3 separate regions of the Mus musculus genome follow, and regions 2 and 3 are each linked to region 1. Evidence: chromatin contacts called from public ChIA-PET and HiChIP or PLAC-seq data. All regions are on one chromosome and are shown on one strand. The core of a region is the stretch at or near the end of the contact, and the rest is flanking DNA. Distances in the headings are between cores, read along the strand shown.

Region 1 (4,464 bases), core at 676-3,175:
ACCAGCTACTTACACGCACAGGAGAGCGAGCGAGGGAGGTGCGATCCCTGCCCCTTCATTACCACCTTTGGCTGGAAAGATGGCTCAGAAGTTAAGAGCACTGACTGCTCTTCCAGAGGCCCTGAGTTCAATTCCCAGCAACCACATGGTGGCTCACAACCATCTGTAATGGGATCTCATGCCCTCTTCTGGTGTGTCTGAAGACAACTACAGTGTACTCATATAAATAAAAATAAATAAATCATTACCACCTTTGGTCTTGCCTCTGGCCTTATGGTAGGCAAGAGCCCAGGCTGAGACAGGGGGTTGTGGTGCACACCTATAATTCTAGCATTTGGGAGGCAGAGGGAAGCAGATCTCTGAGTTCAGGACTAACCAGGATTAAATAATAAAACCATCTAAAAAATTGTGTGTGTGTGTGTGTGTGTGTGTGTGTGTGTGTGTGTGTGTGTGTAGTTGTCCTAGACTGGGTTCTGATTTTTTTTTTTCCCTTGAGACAGGATCTCTCTGTGTAGCTCTGGCTGTCTTACACCTTGTGAGCCTGACTGGCCTTGAATTCCTAGTCAGTCGGCCTCCACCTCTGGAGTGCAGTGATTAAAGTCACGTGTCACTGCACTGAGCTCTGGGCTCTGACTTCAGGCGCAGTCCCCCTCCTGCTCTCTGAGGCCTATATTCTCCTTGTCATTTCCTGCTCTGCTCAGCCCACACCTCATCTGCAGAGGTTCCCTCTGCACCTTGGCCTAGCAACTTCCTCTGAGAGCCACCTGTATTCTCCTGGGGGTGGGAGGAGTAGTTATTTTGATTGATAGTCACTTTATGTGCGTGAATGTTTTTGCCTGCAAATCTGTGAGCCACATGCCTGTCTGGTTCCCTCAGAGGTACGAAGAGGTACCTGATTGCTTGGAAGTGGAGTCACGGGTGGTTGTGAGCCATCATGTGGGTGTTGGGAGCTGAACCTGGGTTCCCCAAGATAGCAGTAGTTTTAACCAATGAGCCATTTCTCCAGCCCTGTTTTTGTTTGTTGTTTTATTTTCTTTTGTTTTATTGCTTTTGAGGCGGGATCTTCTTGTGTGATCTTGGCTGGCCTTATCTTGCCATGTGGCCCGAGGCTAGCCTGCCTCTAACTCTCGGAATTTCTCCTGCCTCAGCTCAAGGGCTAGAATTACAAACAGGAGCGACCATACCTAGCAGGCAACCTGTGTTCTCTGGAAGTGAGACTGGGCGGTGTTGGTACTAGGAACCGCTGGCAGTATGAATCAAGGAGAGGACTCCTCTCCTGCCTGTCCTCTGGTCCTCAGCATTGGAAGCCCCAGGCCTGGCCCCAAAGTGACCACTGAGTGAGAGAATGAATGAATGAATGAATGAATGAATGAATGAATGAATGCTTCTTTCTCCAGCCTCACCATGAGGCACCAGCTCTCCAAGGGCTTCACCAATTCTGATGGTGTTTGGAAAAAGAACAAGAAACCTGAGACTTGAAGTCAGCAAGAATCTTTAGAAACAGTCCCTGTGCCTTCCCCCGGCTGTGTGGTCATCTAGGCCCTTGCTCTGCTCTGCATTCACCCCGGATCCCAGAACCCCGGCCTTCAGCGAGGCAGACCTGGGCACAGTGCCGAGAACCTGCCACCTCCTGGATGAGCTTCAGCAGGGACTCTCCAGAGGCTCCCACCCAGATCACGGCGCTGAAACTGCTCCCAGGGCCAGAGCCTGGAGAAAGGAGACACGGGTGTTAGGAGGGAGGTGGAACCCTTTGGATAGCGACCTTTGCTGGGGAACCCCAAAGAACCAGAAGAGATGGAGTCTGAGAGTCTGCAGATGAAGTTGGAGACTTCATCTGGGGAAAGCTGGGGTTACCTCAAGTTGTCCGATGCCCAGGACGTACCCAGTTGCAGATGATAAAAGGGGAAGTCTTGAAGGCTCGTGGAAAATGTGGGCAGCGCCAAGAGTGCTCCCGGGGGGCTATTCCACATCAGTGAGGGGTGACCTGATGCACCCCAGATCCGGTCCTGAATAATCTGTGGAAAGAGGATGTGGCTCACAGGGGGGAGTGGCTAGTGTGTGGGGTTCAGACAGCAGCTTGTGGATGGGACCTGAGGAAGGGCAGACCCTGAGAGGCGGGGCCTGAGGAGAGGCGGGGCCTAAAGAGAAGGATGTGGGCGGAGATGACTACTAGGGGCATTTAGCCCTGCACTTTCCCTTCAGGCTTCTAGAAGAGAGACTTGGGCACAGAGCCCTAATTGAGTAGCCAGAGACCAGAAGCGGTGACTTCCGGAGTGGGAATCAGGTGACAGTCATGGCTTTTCTTCTTTTCCTCATTCACACAGACAAAACTGTGGGGTCCTGCCATTCTCTCGGGCACAGCGGGTGAACCACCCCCCTCACCTCTAGGGTGGTATGGATAACTTTTTCCACCGAGGAGAAGTAAGCGGTCCACAGAAACTGGGTCTGCTGGCGCAGGGCGAGGACCCTCGAAGGGAGCATTTCACGGAGGGCAGCCAGGACCTGGAGGCACAGAGGGAGGGAAGAAGAGAGGAGACTCCCGTTAGGAGAAAGCCCGACCCAGAGCTCCGGAGTCTGGAAGCTTCTAGTGATGTGTACCCTGTGTTCAGGGTCACACAGCTGGTTTTAAGTGACACTGAGGTGACACATACCTGTAAATCCTAGCATGTAGGAGGCTGAGACAGGGGGATCTTAAGCTCAAGACCAGCTTGGGCTACATAGAGAATAAAACAAAACAGAAAAGGTAGGAGTGGGGCTGGAGAGATGGCTCAGCGGTTAAGAGCACTGACTGCTCTTCCGGAGGTCTTGAGTTCAAATCCCAGCAACCACATGATGGCTCACAACCACCTGTAACCAGATCTGTCTCTCTCTCTTCTGGAGTGTCTGAAGACAACTACAGTGTACTTATATATAATAAAATAAATCTTAAAAAGAAAAGAAAAGAAAAGAAAAGGTAGGAGTGGCTGGGGATGTGGCTCGGTTGACAAAGAGCCAACACAGCACAGGGTGGACAAAGCCCTGGGCTTGATCCCCAGCACCACCTCAACTGTCACCATTGACACGTGCCTGTAATCACAGCATTCAGGAGCTAGAGGCAGGAGGATAAGAAGTTCAAGATATTCTGGGCTGCATAGGGAGTTTGAGGTCAGCTTGGATGAGACCCTATCTAAAACACCAAGATGAAGAGGGGTTGACAGTAGCTGTTACAAAGCCTCCTGGCCTCAGTTTCTATGTCTGTGGAATGGGTGCATTAAACCATCTCCCTCACATGTGGTTGTAAAGACTCAACTAGAAATGTCCATTTGGTGGAGACTCTCTGAGAGTGTGTGTGTGTGTGTGTGTGCGCGTGCGTGCGCGCGCGCGTGCCCATGTTCCTGTGTCTGTTTCTTTTTGTGAGGATCCCAGGCTGGTCTCAAACTTGCTATGTAGTTGAAAATGACCTTGAACTCCTGATCTCCTGCCCCCCCCACCACACCCTAGTATTGGGATTGTAGGTGTGGCCCCCAGTTAAAGCATGGCCGTTGCTCTCTTTCCTGCCTCTCTCCACCCAGCTCCCCAGATTTCTCACAGCTGCTCACAGAGATGCTTCTGGCCTGGGCAACATTCATTTCATCAGATGGAAGAGACATGGCATCTTATCTGTTTACTTTCAGATGATCCCTAGAGATCTAACTTATCCCATTATACAGATGGGAAAACCAAGGAAGAAAGTGGTTCAGAACTTGCTCTCAGCACCCTCTAGAGCCTTCCCTTCAACTACATCTATGACTGCCCTAGAGGGAAGCAATAGGTATAAGAATGACTACTAGAAGGGGGCCGAGATCCTGGGGTCCCTCCCCTGACATTCCCCCCCCCCACCATGACACAGACCCTGAGCTACCTGCAGTGGGAGTCTCTCATCAGCAATGATGGCTGCCTTGGTCCAGTCGATGACTTCAGAGAAAGGCAGCTCCCAGCGGGGGCTGAGGAGCACGGGGATGCAGCCGGCCTGGGGGGCAGGGCAGTCATTGGGGAGCCCAGCGCTTGCACACATTCACCACCACCCCAGGCCACCATCAGCCCCCCTGTTAAGGGAAAGGACAAAGAGGAGTATTTGGGGGTACAGGGAACCCCCTTCCTATGTGCATGTGCCCAGAATCTCCTGCCAGTGCAAGGGCAGAGGTACTGAGGCTGGGGAATATCCAGATTGGGGTGTACCTGAAGGGCTTGGAGAAAGCAGGAGGTGGCAGATCGGTGACCAGGGATGAGGCAGAAGGTGGCATTGGGAAGGGTCTCTCCTGGGTAGGTCCTGAGAAGGTACAGGAAGGGAGCCTGAGACACCTGCCCCTCACCGTGCAGCTCCAGTGGCCCCTGCCACCTTACAGTGACATTCCCTCAATCACAAGAGGTTGCCCCTGCTGTGTCCTCAGACACACACACAGCCAGACATAACCAAGAGCAGTGACCTGGCCTCTCTGCTCCCTG
Region 2 (4,464 bases), core at 1,206-3,705, 460 kb before region 1:
TAGTTCCCCCCTCCCCCCGCCTCTTCCCCCCCCCATTCCCTTTCGCTCCAACCCTGCCCGTGCTCACTCCGCCCCCTATGTTTCTCATTTAAGGATGGTTGTGAGCCACCATGTGGTTGCTGGGATTTGAACTCATGATCTCTGGAAGAACAGTCAGTGCTCTTAACCCCTGAGCCAGCTCACCAGCCCTCTTGTTAGTTTTTCTTTTTGTTGTTTTGAGAAAGGAGAGGGGAGTCTCACTCTGTAGACTTGGCTAGCCTGAAACTTGCTCTGTAGACTCTGCTGCCCTTGAACTTAAGAGATCTGCCTGCCTCTGTCCCCTTGAGTGCCAGGATTAAAGCCCTGTGTCATAACACCTGGCCCCAGACGCATACTTTGTTCTTGCTTTGGCTACAGGTGTTGTTAACTAGTATTTACTAGTTTTTAAATTAAAGCTTTCTAGCCTCTCTCAGAAGTCGGCCACCCGGGTCCTTGTCCTGCCTAGTCCCCTCCCTTAGATGACTGTGTCACAGGTGCTCCATGCCGTCCCTGACCTCCTCACTCACTCATGCTCTGGTGGGTGTCTAGCTTCGTGCTTTCACGTAGGCCATCTTACAAACGGAAGACTCTTAAATCCCAGAGAGGAAGAAGCTTACAATGTACACAGTGGGTTTGTGACAAAGCTGGCACCAAGCCAGGCTTCCCATGGCCCCTCGGTGACATAGACAATTGCCAGTGCCCTCAGATGTGAAGGGAACTCAAAAAGGGACTTTCCCAGCTCAGAACAAGCTAACTTTGTTTCCTGAACATATCCAATGGCAGTACCATGGTGGGGACCTCCTCACCCACTGGCCATACCACCCCCTCCCCACCCCGACACCTCTGCCCTCCACTTGGGCATGGTGCAGAGCTGTAGGGTGACCTTCCCAGAACCTCACGGGAAGTTCAGGGTGAATCTGTCTAACTTCTGCCCCAGCTCTTGACCGAAGACCAGAGGAATCTACCCCCAGCTCACCACCTGCGTTAGCCCCATTTCTTGGAACCCATGAACCTGCCCGTGAGCTGCCCCCAAATAAACCTGCCTTTTTACTCTCTATTTGGCTTGAATTAGCTTATCTCGTTGGTGGAGAAAAACCTATTAACTGTCTCAAAGCAAAAACAAACAAACAAACAAACAAACAAACAAAAATGGCCACGAAGAAGGAAGCATTTCCTGTCTTGTATAAACTGTATTTCATGAGAATAAAATACTTAGGACAAGTTCATTTTTATGGAAGAATTATCCAGGTAATGAGTGCAACGTGAGTAAGAAAAATCACCATTTGGCAATGCCTAACAACATAATGACTCATTAGTGGACGGCAAAGCCAATAGGGGAAAGGCCGACGGAGACTTCTATAAGGAAGAGATCAATAAGGCCTCAGATTAGTCAGCTAATAGAATATGTCAGCTAAAACATTACGCACTTCAGATTTGCTGTAATATTGGGTGTACCGAGCTGGAGATTCAGTTCAGATGTCACAGTGCTGCTTAGCACGCAGGAGGCCCTGGCTTCTATCCCTGGTACTGAATCAAATGGGAATGGTGGTGTTCACCTACAACCCCAGCCCTCAGCAGGTGGAGGCGAGAGGATCGGAATACAAGGTCATCCTCTCCTCTAAGGGGAGTCTGAGGCCAGGCTAGAATCCATCCAGCCTGTCTGGAAAACAAATGACAAACAGCACTTGAAGTGCAGATGACGGTGGCCGATGAAGTACTGTTGCCAAACACATTAAACCCCTCTAACCAAGTCTCTGGAAATGACTTTTCGTTTACTGGAAATCTAAGGCACAAGAGCAAGTTTAACTACACTTCTAGGAAACAACAAATTTTCTACAGTATGGCAACTCTGATGGGACAAATCCTCGGTGTTTCCACAAGTAAAGAGCACTGGGAACAAATAAAAAGTGAGATGGCTCAGCTGGTAGAGCAAGCTCGGGGAGCTGAGTTAGATTGATTGTTGGAGCTCTCGTGTAAAAGTGGGTGGGGAGGGCTGGGGAGAGGGCTCAGTGGTTAAGAGCACTTGGCTATGTGAGACCCTGAAATATTGCTAGCACTAATGATACTTTTTAAAATAAAAGAGGAGACAAGTAGGAGGTTGGGAAAATCTTTTGATTTTTCTTTTTGCAGACCTGTAGAGATTTTAGTCCCAAAAGGGGAAAAAATTTTGCAAAAATGTTCATACTTATTGAAGGTGAGAGGCAAATGATTAAGTTTTCTTTAATGTGATGGGATGTTGACATTTTTCTCTCCCAGCACGGGGTACTGAGCTGAGGGCCTCAAGCACTCTAGATTAGTTACATCTTATTCCCATGGCCGAGGAACTAGCAAAAAGCAATTTAATGGCGAGCGAGCGTCTGCTGGCTCATGGTTCACAAGATGCTGATTGAAGGGTACAGCCAGCCGGAAGAGCTCTGGGCAGCTAGCTGGTTGCACAGTGTCTGCAGTGAGGAAGTGGTGGACAGAGGAGGAAGGAGGGAGGAAGGAGGAGAGGGACGTGGGGGTAGAGATGTGGGGGGTTTCTGGTGGTGGGGGGAGTGGTGTGGGGAGGTGGGGTTTGTGGGTGGAATGGGTAGGGGATGGGGTGGGGGAATAGGTGGCATAGCAAGTGACAATGGGGGTGACATAGGTGGGGGGATGGGGAGTGGTGGGGAGAGATGATGCTGGTAGCATTTTATCTTCTCTTTTCCTTTGTGTCACTACATCAAAGAGGGTCTTCCCTCCTAAGTGAAAGGTCTCTGGAAATGCCCGCATAAACACACCCATGGGTGGGTCTCCTAGGAGATTCTAAAGCCAGTCAAATTGACAGTGAAGACCTGTGACAGCAGAGGAGCACACTGCCCTCTGAGCTGGACAGCCTCTTCTTAGTTTAAGACAGGGTTCTACTGAGATGCCAAGGCTGACCTCCGAACTCATTCTGTGCCCAGGCTGGACTTGGGTTTGCAACCCTCTTGTCTCAACACCTGAGGTGCTGGGATTACAGGCTGAGGACACCAGACATTTTCTACAGGAAAAAAGGTTTTTAAAACTAAATGTAGGCCGGGCAGTGGTGGCGCACACCTTTAATCCCACCACTTGGGAGGCAGAGGCAGGCGGATTTCTGAGTTCGAGGCCAGCCTGGTCTACAGAGTGAGTTCCAGGACAGCCAGGGAAACCCTGTCTCAAAAAACCAAAACCAACCAACTAACCAACCAACCAACCAACCAAACAAACAAAAAAACAAACTAAAAGTTGGAAGTTGGCCTGGAGAGATGGCTCCGTGGTTAAGAGCACTGACTGCTCTTCCAGAGGTCCTGAGTTCAATTCTCAGCAACCACATGATGGCTCACAACTACTTGTAATGGGATCTGATGCCCTCTTCTGGTGTGTCTGAAGACAGCGACAGTGTACCCACATACATGAAATAAATAAATCTTTAAAAAGAAAACGTATAAAAATAAAAAAAAAAAAATTAAGGGGCTGGAGAGATGGCTCGGCGGTTAAGAACACTGACTGCTGCTCTTCCAGAGGTCCTGAGTTCAATTCACAGCAACCACAAGGTGTCTCACAATCATCTGTAATGGGATCTGATGCCCTCTTCTGGTGCACCTGAAGACATGACATTGTACTCATATACTTTTTTTTTTTTTTTTTTTTTGGTTTTCGAGACAGGGTTTTTTTCTCTGTGTAGCCCTGGCTGTCCTGGAACTCACTCTGTAGACCAGGCTGGCCTCCAACTCAGAAATCTGCCTGCCTCTGCAGCACTCCCAAGTGCTGGGATTAAAGGCATGCCACCACTCCAGGCGTACTCATATACTTTAATTAAATAAAATCTTTAAAAAAAAAAGTTAAAACAAAAAAACAAAAGAACAAACTAAAAGTCAAAAGTCAGTAAGAAATTGGAACAAGGGCCGAGAGAGGGCTCGGCGGTTAAGAGTAGCTACTGCTCCTACAGAGGATCTGAAAGTTTGGTTCCTGGCACCACATCAGGCAGTTTATAACTACTGCCTGTCACCCCAGTTCCAGGGAGATTGACACCTCTGGGCTCCTTGGGCACCCACACTCGTGTACACAGACCCATAACAAAAATGGAAAAGAATTTTAAAAATAAGAAAGGAAATTAGAAGCCTGGCAGTGTTGGCCCACACCTTTGATCCCAGCACTCAGGAGGCAGAGGCAGGTAGGTGCATCTCTGTGAGTTGGAGGCCAGCCTCGTCTACAGAGTGAGTTACAGGATAGCTAAGGCAACACAGAGAGATCCTGTCTTTAAGAATAAAATGAAGTTACAAGAAGACACAGATTAAGAAACAGAGAAGTTCTGCATTTTTGCAATGGAAGCAAAGAGGGCAGGAAGAGTCCCCCCTGACCACAAAACTGAGAACCGGCAAAGCAGCAAGCTTCTCTGGGTTTCTCTTTTGTGTGTATTTGGTGGCTTGGGGGGGGGGGGGGGCTGGGCGAGGACAGATC
Region 3 (4,464 bases), core at 759-3,258, 390 kb after region 1:
ATACATTTAATCCTAGTACTTGACAGATTTCTGAGTTTGAGGCCAAAGTTCAGAACAGCCAGGGCTATGTAGAGAGCCTCTGTCTCAAAAGTCAAAACAACCTGACAGAAAGAAAGGAAGGCAAGGCAAGGCAAGGCCAGGCCAGGCCAGGCCAGGCTGGAACCATGACAGTCACCAGGTGTCATTCCACAGTGACTCTTGGCCCAGAAGGCTAGCCAGGACCAAATGGAGCAAGGAATCCGCAGATGCTGGAGCAGGGTCCAATCGGTCCGTCAGTGCTGCTAGGATGCTAACATCTGCATTGTCTATGATGCACTGGGATAATACAGACTGAAACCGACTGAAACCCAAATGAAAACTGAAATTAAGAGCCATTCAGGTTCCTCTGGGAGATGCTGTGGAAGGCCAGTGTCCTCACTGAGGGAAAGAAAAAGCTGACACAGAGGTCAGGCGCAGGCCATGAGTCCTGAGAGCCAGCAGCAGGGCTGTGCCCTTAGACAGCTGAGAAGGGAAGATGCCAGGCACAAACCTGCCATGCCCAGAACAAGGGAGCCTTTGCTGCTCAGGGTGGGAAGGGCCACAGACTCCAAGTCAGAGTATTGTGAGGAGACGGCTGTGCTGGGGACCAGGCCTGTCAAGGACACAACCGTGGCTTCAGAGGGGACATTGTTCAGCCACTCCACCCAGAGCCTGGGTTCTTTGTGCTGGGTCTAGTCCGCCCAGAGGCCTCTAAGTCATGGTCTCAGGGCCTGGACCTGGGAACCACTCCATGCTCGTTCAGAGACCTGGCTAAAGCTCACTGGATCCCCAAACCATGCCCAGGCCACAGAGCTACTCACCCAGACGACGCTGTTGTTGCCCAAGACCTGAGGCCGTGGTGTCTCGTCCACGTTGTTGGTATTAGCGCTGACTGTAGATAACGGGGCCTTAGCCACCTCTTCCAAATCCAGCAGGTTCCCGGTAGCGACCACTAGGGGGAGTCAGTTGGGGACATTAGGAAGAAAGGAGGTACAGCCCCTCTGGCCTCTGCAAGCATTCTGGTACTCCTGCACTATACTGGTCCTGACTTGTTCTCGGACTCTGACCTTGTCCAGATGTAGGACCCTGATCACCTGGATCCCCACCCGGACCCAGTTCCACCTGGAGCTCCAGGGCAGTTGCTTGCTAGAGAGGACCTGTGGCCCCAGAGGGCAGACCTGGAACCTGCAAATTCCTAACAGGAACTGAATGCACAAAAGCACACCAAGTAGGCTGGGATGTCTACCGGGCTCTGAGGCAGACAGGAGCGCATATGCACTTGTGCGTATTCCTAGGGCACACCCAGGTACGCGCACGAGCAAGCACAGCAACCTCTTAGCTCCCGACAAGGCACTTGTGTTGCAGACTTTAACAGAACAGGAAACAGCAAGAGTCCAGGAGGGAAGGCCTGGGTAGAGGGCAAGCCTGGTGCCCAAGACTCACAGGTTTTCAGTGAGGGGGTGCTGTCCCGTCGGGTCCCTGGGACGTCTCCTCCTTCCTGGTTGGCTTTCTCCCTTTTCTCTTTCTCTGTGGGATCAAGGCATGAGCTGCTGAGCCCTTAAAGCAGACACCACCGTCTCCAATTAGCCACTGGGGAGGAGGCAGGCTGAGTATGCTCAGAGGCAGGCGGAGGTCGCCATCAAAGAGGAGCAACACCTTCCAGGGTTCCCTTAAACCCAAACACTCTAAAGGAGGGGGAAGACGGCCTTTGTCCAGATGGGGAAACTGAGGCTTAGAGAAGTAACAGGACCTGTTCAGAACCACAAACCCAGGACGAGATGAGGGTGGGGTCAGCCTGGGTCTGACGCCTGCCTGGAACCTGTCCCTTCCCACATCACTCACAGTGCCCGGGGGGGGAAGACTCACCTTCCTTGGACACCTGCCAAAACTCAAAGGCAACTTTGAAGGCTTGGGCTACAGTCAGGGTGACGGCTTGGGCCTGAAAAACAGGAAATGGGGGTGGGGATGGGTGCAGTGTCAGCCAGCAAAAGCAAGTATGAACTGGAGGGCTGAGGGGGTGCCCACCCCATGCCAAGCTCCGAAAGGCTGAGGGAAGGGGGCAGGGGCCTAGCTCTCTCATTTCCCACAAACAGCCTAGGGCATAATGAAGCCACAGCCTGGAGAGGCAGCTGAAACCTACTGAAGCACTTCCTGTCCAGTCCCTCCAACAATGGCTGCTCACCACCTGCCTCTTCAGGCATACCTAAACCAACTGTGAGGGCTACTTCTTCTGGGAAGTCCTCCTGGGTTATCTGAGGATTCCCTACACTCACAGAACTCTTGGACCAGGTAGCAGAAGACAGGAGGCGAAGAGCCTAACCATACTTGAATGAACTACTAATGAATAGTGGAAGTCCCACTATTCAGGGTTACAGGGCATTTGGGGGTGCCAGCCGCTGAAAACTGACACCCCCCCCCCCAGCAAAGTAGGAGGTAGCACAATCGAGATGCTGGCAAGGGTTAGGAACAAAAGCCATCTAGCACATGACCAGCCTATGAGCGGGTGCCTTGGCGCCACCTCTGTCACCAACACAGGGCTTTACAGACCTGCCCACCTCCCTCTGGAATCTGCTGGTGGAAGTGTCTCTATCTCATAGGCTTACATCCCAATGTGTATGTTTCCTACAATCGAGGAGAGAACCACAGCTCAGACAGAGCCCTCAAGTGACAGCGATGGTGTCTAAGGTCCTGATTGGGGCTACAGTCTCCTGTTAGCCCCATCCTGTGGTAACCGGCTCGGCGCTGGGAGTGCAGGGAAGGGCACCACACTCCTTCAATTGCAGAACAAGCTCAGTGTTGAGCAGCTTCCACCAGACAACTCGATTTAATTGAGAAATAAATTTGTGGCCACCGCCTTCAAAACTCTTTTAAAAAAAATTTTTTTGAACTCTCCAAACGGACTGATCTGCGCCAATTAAACCTCACAAAGTATAAAATCTCATTTGAATGTCTCCGTCATTTACATTTTTGAAGGAAGTACGGATGCTTTATGGTAAAACTTAAATATGGTAATTAAGTATGAAACTCTTCACAGCTGTTTACAATTTAAGCTGTCACGTCTGAATCGAGTTTAATAGACCCAGTTACCATTGAGAATTGCCCATGAACTAAAAATATGGGCTAATTACCAGCCCAAGTCAGAGCACTATACTCTGGAGCAAGGGCTGGTCACCCATGTGGCACGGCTACGGAAACGCCATTATGTCTACCTGCAGTAACCCGGGGACAGAGGTTTATGCTGTTTACATAAATCTGGTTCATTTGCCTTCCTGCCCCTCTGCCGGGTACAGTAAGTCGTAGTAAACATGTAACCGGAGCTGAAATGTGAAGCAATAAGGGCAGGTAGCTGCAGGGCTGGGCTGGGAAGGCCTGGGGGTGACCTGCTTTCCCAGGGACCCCTCCCCATCGATGTGTCACGGGAACACCCAGAGGGAAGACCTGTATTCCCCAGGCCACTGTGCTGCCCTCCTGGGACCTCTGCTGTAGATCTGTCTGTCTTATTAGCCAGAAGATTCCACTTGGCCCAACTGTCCACATCCTTATCTTGCTCCCCAGAAGCAGGCCTCATCAATAAGTCAAAGAGGGGCAGGCATGCAGCATACACACGCCCTGTGCTCACTATCAGCCCTGCCAGGGTTTACCTGGCTCCCACGTTAACTTCTGTACAAAGAATACTAAGGTCTACGTGGAGGAAACAGCTCTGTCCCTTGGCCAGACAGAACTGGGGTGTCCCAGCCTATGCCTACGTGGTGAGCCTAAACTCCTCCCCTTCTGAGCATAGAGGCCGCGCTCGCTCGCAGAGCTGAGGCTTCTTACCTGAGCACACCGAACCACTTCCTCACACTGATGCTCTGGTCATGCCCAAACGAGACCAGGGAAGGGAGGTCTTGGGCTGGGCTGTGAGGGACCCAGAAGGGACCCCTGCCCAACCTTCTTGCTTGGCCGGCAAGGAGAGGTAAAAACTCAAGGAGGACCACTTTTGCACCCCGGGTTCCGCACCGTGCCGCTGCCTGGCTCCCTGATGGGGTCCTCAGGCCCACATCAAGTTAGGCTTTTGCACACCCTTTGCACACCCAATCCGTAAGCTAGCTGCACTCCTTCCTCACATCTCTCCCCTCAGCCTGGCACACTCCTTCCTGGTCACTACTCTATTCATCCTTTAAGGCTCCAGTCTCCAGGCAGCTCCCTGACCTCTAGATCCAAAAACCTCCACCCTAGAGCCAAGTCCTGAACTCAGTGTCAAACCCAGTCCCTCCTCCACAGACTCAGCAGAGCACGGTCCACTGACTGGCGACAACTGCCAACAGGGAGGACAGAGCCAAGGGTGCCAACTCATCCCTGCAAACCCTTCAGATAATCAGGAAATCTTAGGCCTACAGGCCATCCACTCTGTTGACCCTCAGTGCTATGCCTTGCAACCTGAGAGCTAACTATAACACACCAGAG

Evidence for each region. ChIA-PET counts read pairs in DNA pulled down with a chosen protein or histone mark. HiChIP or PLAC-seq counts read pairs in DNA pulled down with a chosen protein or histone mark.
Region 2: an H3K4me3 HiChIP or PLAC-seq map of bone marrow-derived macrophages shows a contact between it and region 1, with 4 times the contacts expected there. The contact joins two enhancer-like sites. A contact is called at or near these places in 2 of 115 datasets of contacts at active chromatin or transcription factors (bone marrow-derived macrophages and embryonic stem cells).
Region 3: an RNA polymerase II ChIA-PET map of memory CD8 T cells shows a contact between it and region 1, with 8 read pairs. The contact joins two enhancer-like sites. A contact is called at or near these places in 3 of 39 promoter capture datasets (hippocampal neurons and liver) and 2 of 115 datasets of contacts at active chromatin or transcription factors (bone marrow-derived macrophages and memory CD8 T cells).

What each region holds. Positions count from the first base shown.
Region 1 is chr4:134,360,701-134,365,164 of GRCm38.p6, forward strand. It overlaps Extl1 (exostosin-like glycosyltransferase 1), which reads right to left. Exons shown (of 11, transcript NM_019578.2): 2 at 4,198-4,288; 3 at 3,881-3,988; 4 at 2,383-2,502; 5 at 1,883-2,015; 6 at 1,601-1,707. Among named protein-coding and RNA genes, the nearest start is that of Extl1, 9.6 kb to the right of the region's middle. Within about 2 kb of position 1,926, at least 115 of the 459 cell types and tissues checked have an H3K27ac peak or open chromatin away from gene starts, as enhancers often do. A contact at or near this core is called in bone marrow-derived macrophages and memory CD8 T cells, where this site is marked.
Region 2 is chr4:133,902,931-133,907,394 of GRCm38.p6, forward strand. No RefSeq gene overlaps it. Among named protein-coding and RNA genes, the nearest start is that of Rps6ka1, 17 kb to the left of the region's middle. Within about 2 kb of position 2,456, at least 31 of the 459 cell types and tissues checked have an H3K27ac peak or open chromatin away from gene starts, as enhancers often do. A contact at or near this core is called in bone marrow-derived macrophages, where this site is marked.
Region 3 is chr4:134,748,498-134,752,961 of GRCm38.p6, forward strand. Ldlrap1 (low density lipoprotein receptor adaptor protein 1) reads right to left here. Exons shown (of 9, transcript NM_145554.2): 5 at 1,885-1,957; 6 at 1,462-1,545; 7 at 840-970. Among named protein-coding and RNA genes, the nearest start is that of Ldlrap1, 17 kb to the right of the region's middle. Within about 2 kb of position 2,009, at least 104 of the 459 cell types and tissues checked have an H3K27ac peak or open chromatin away from gene starts, as enhancers often do. A contact at or near this core is called in bone marrow-derived macrophages and memory CD8 T cells, where this site is marked.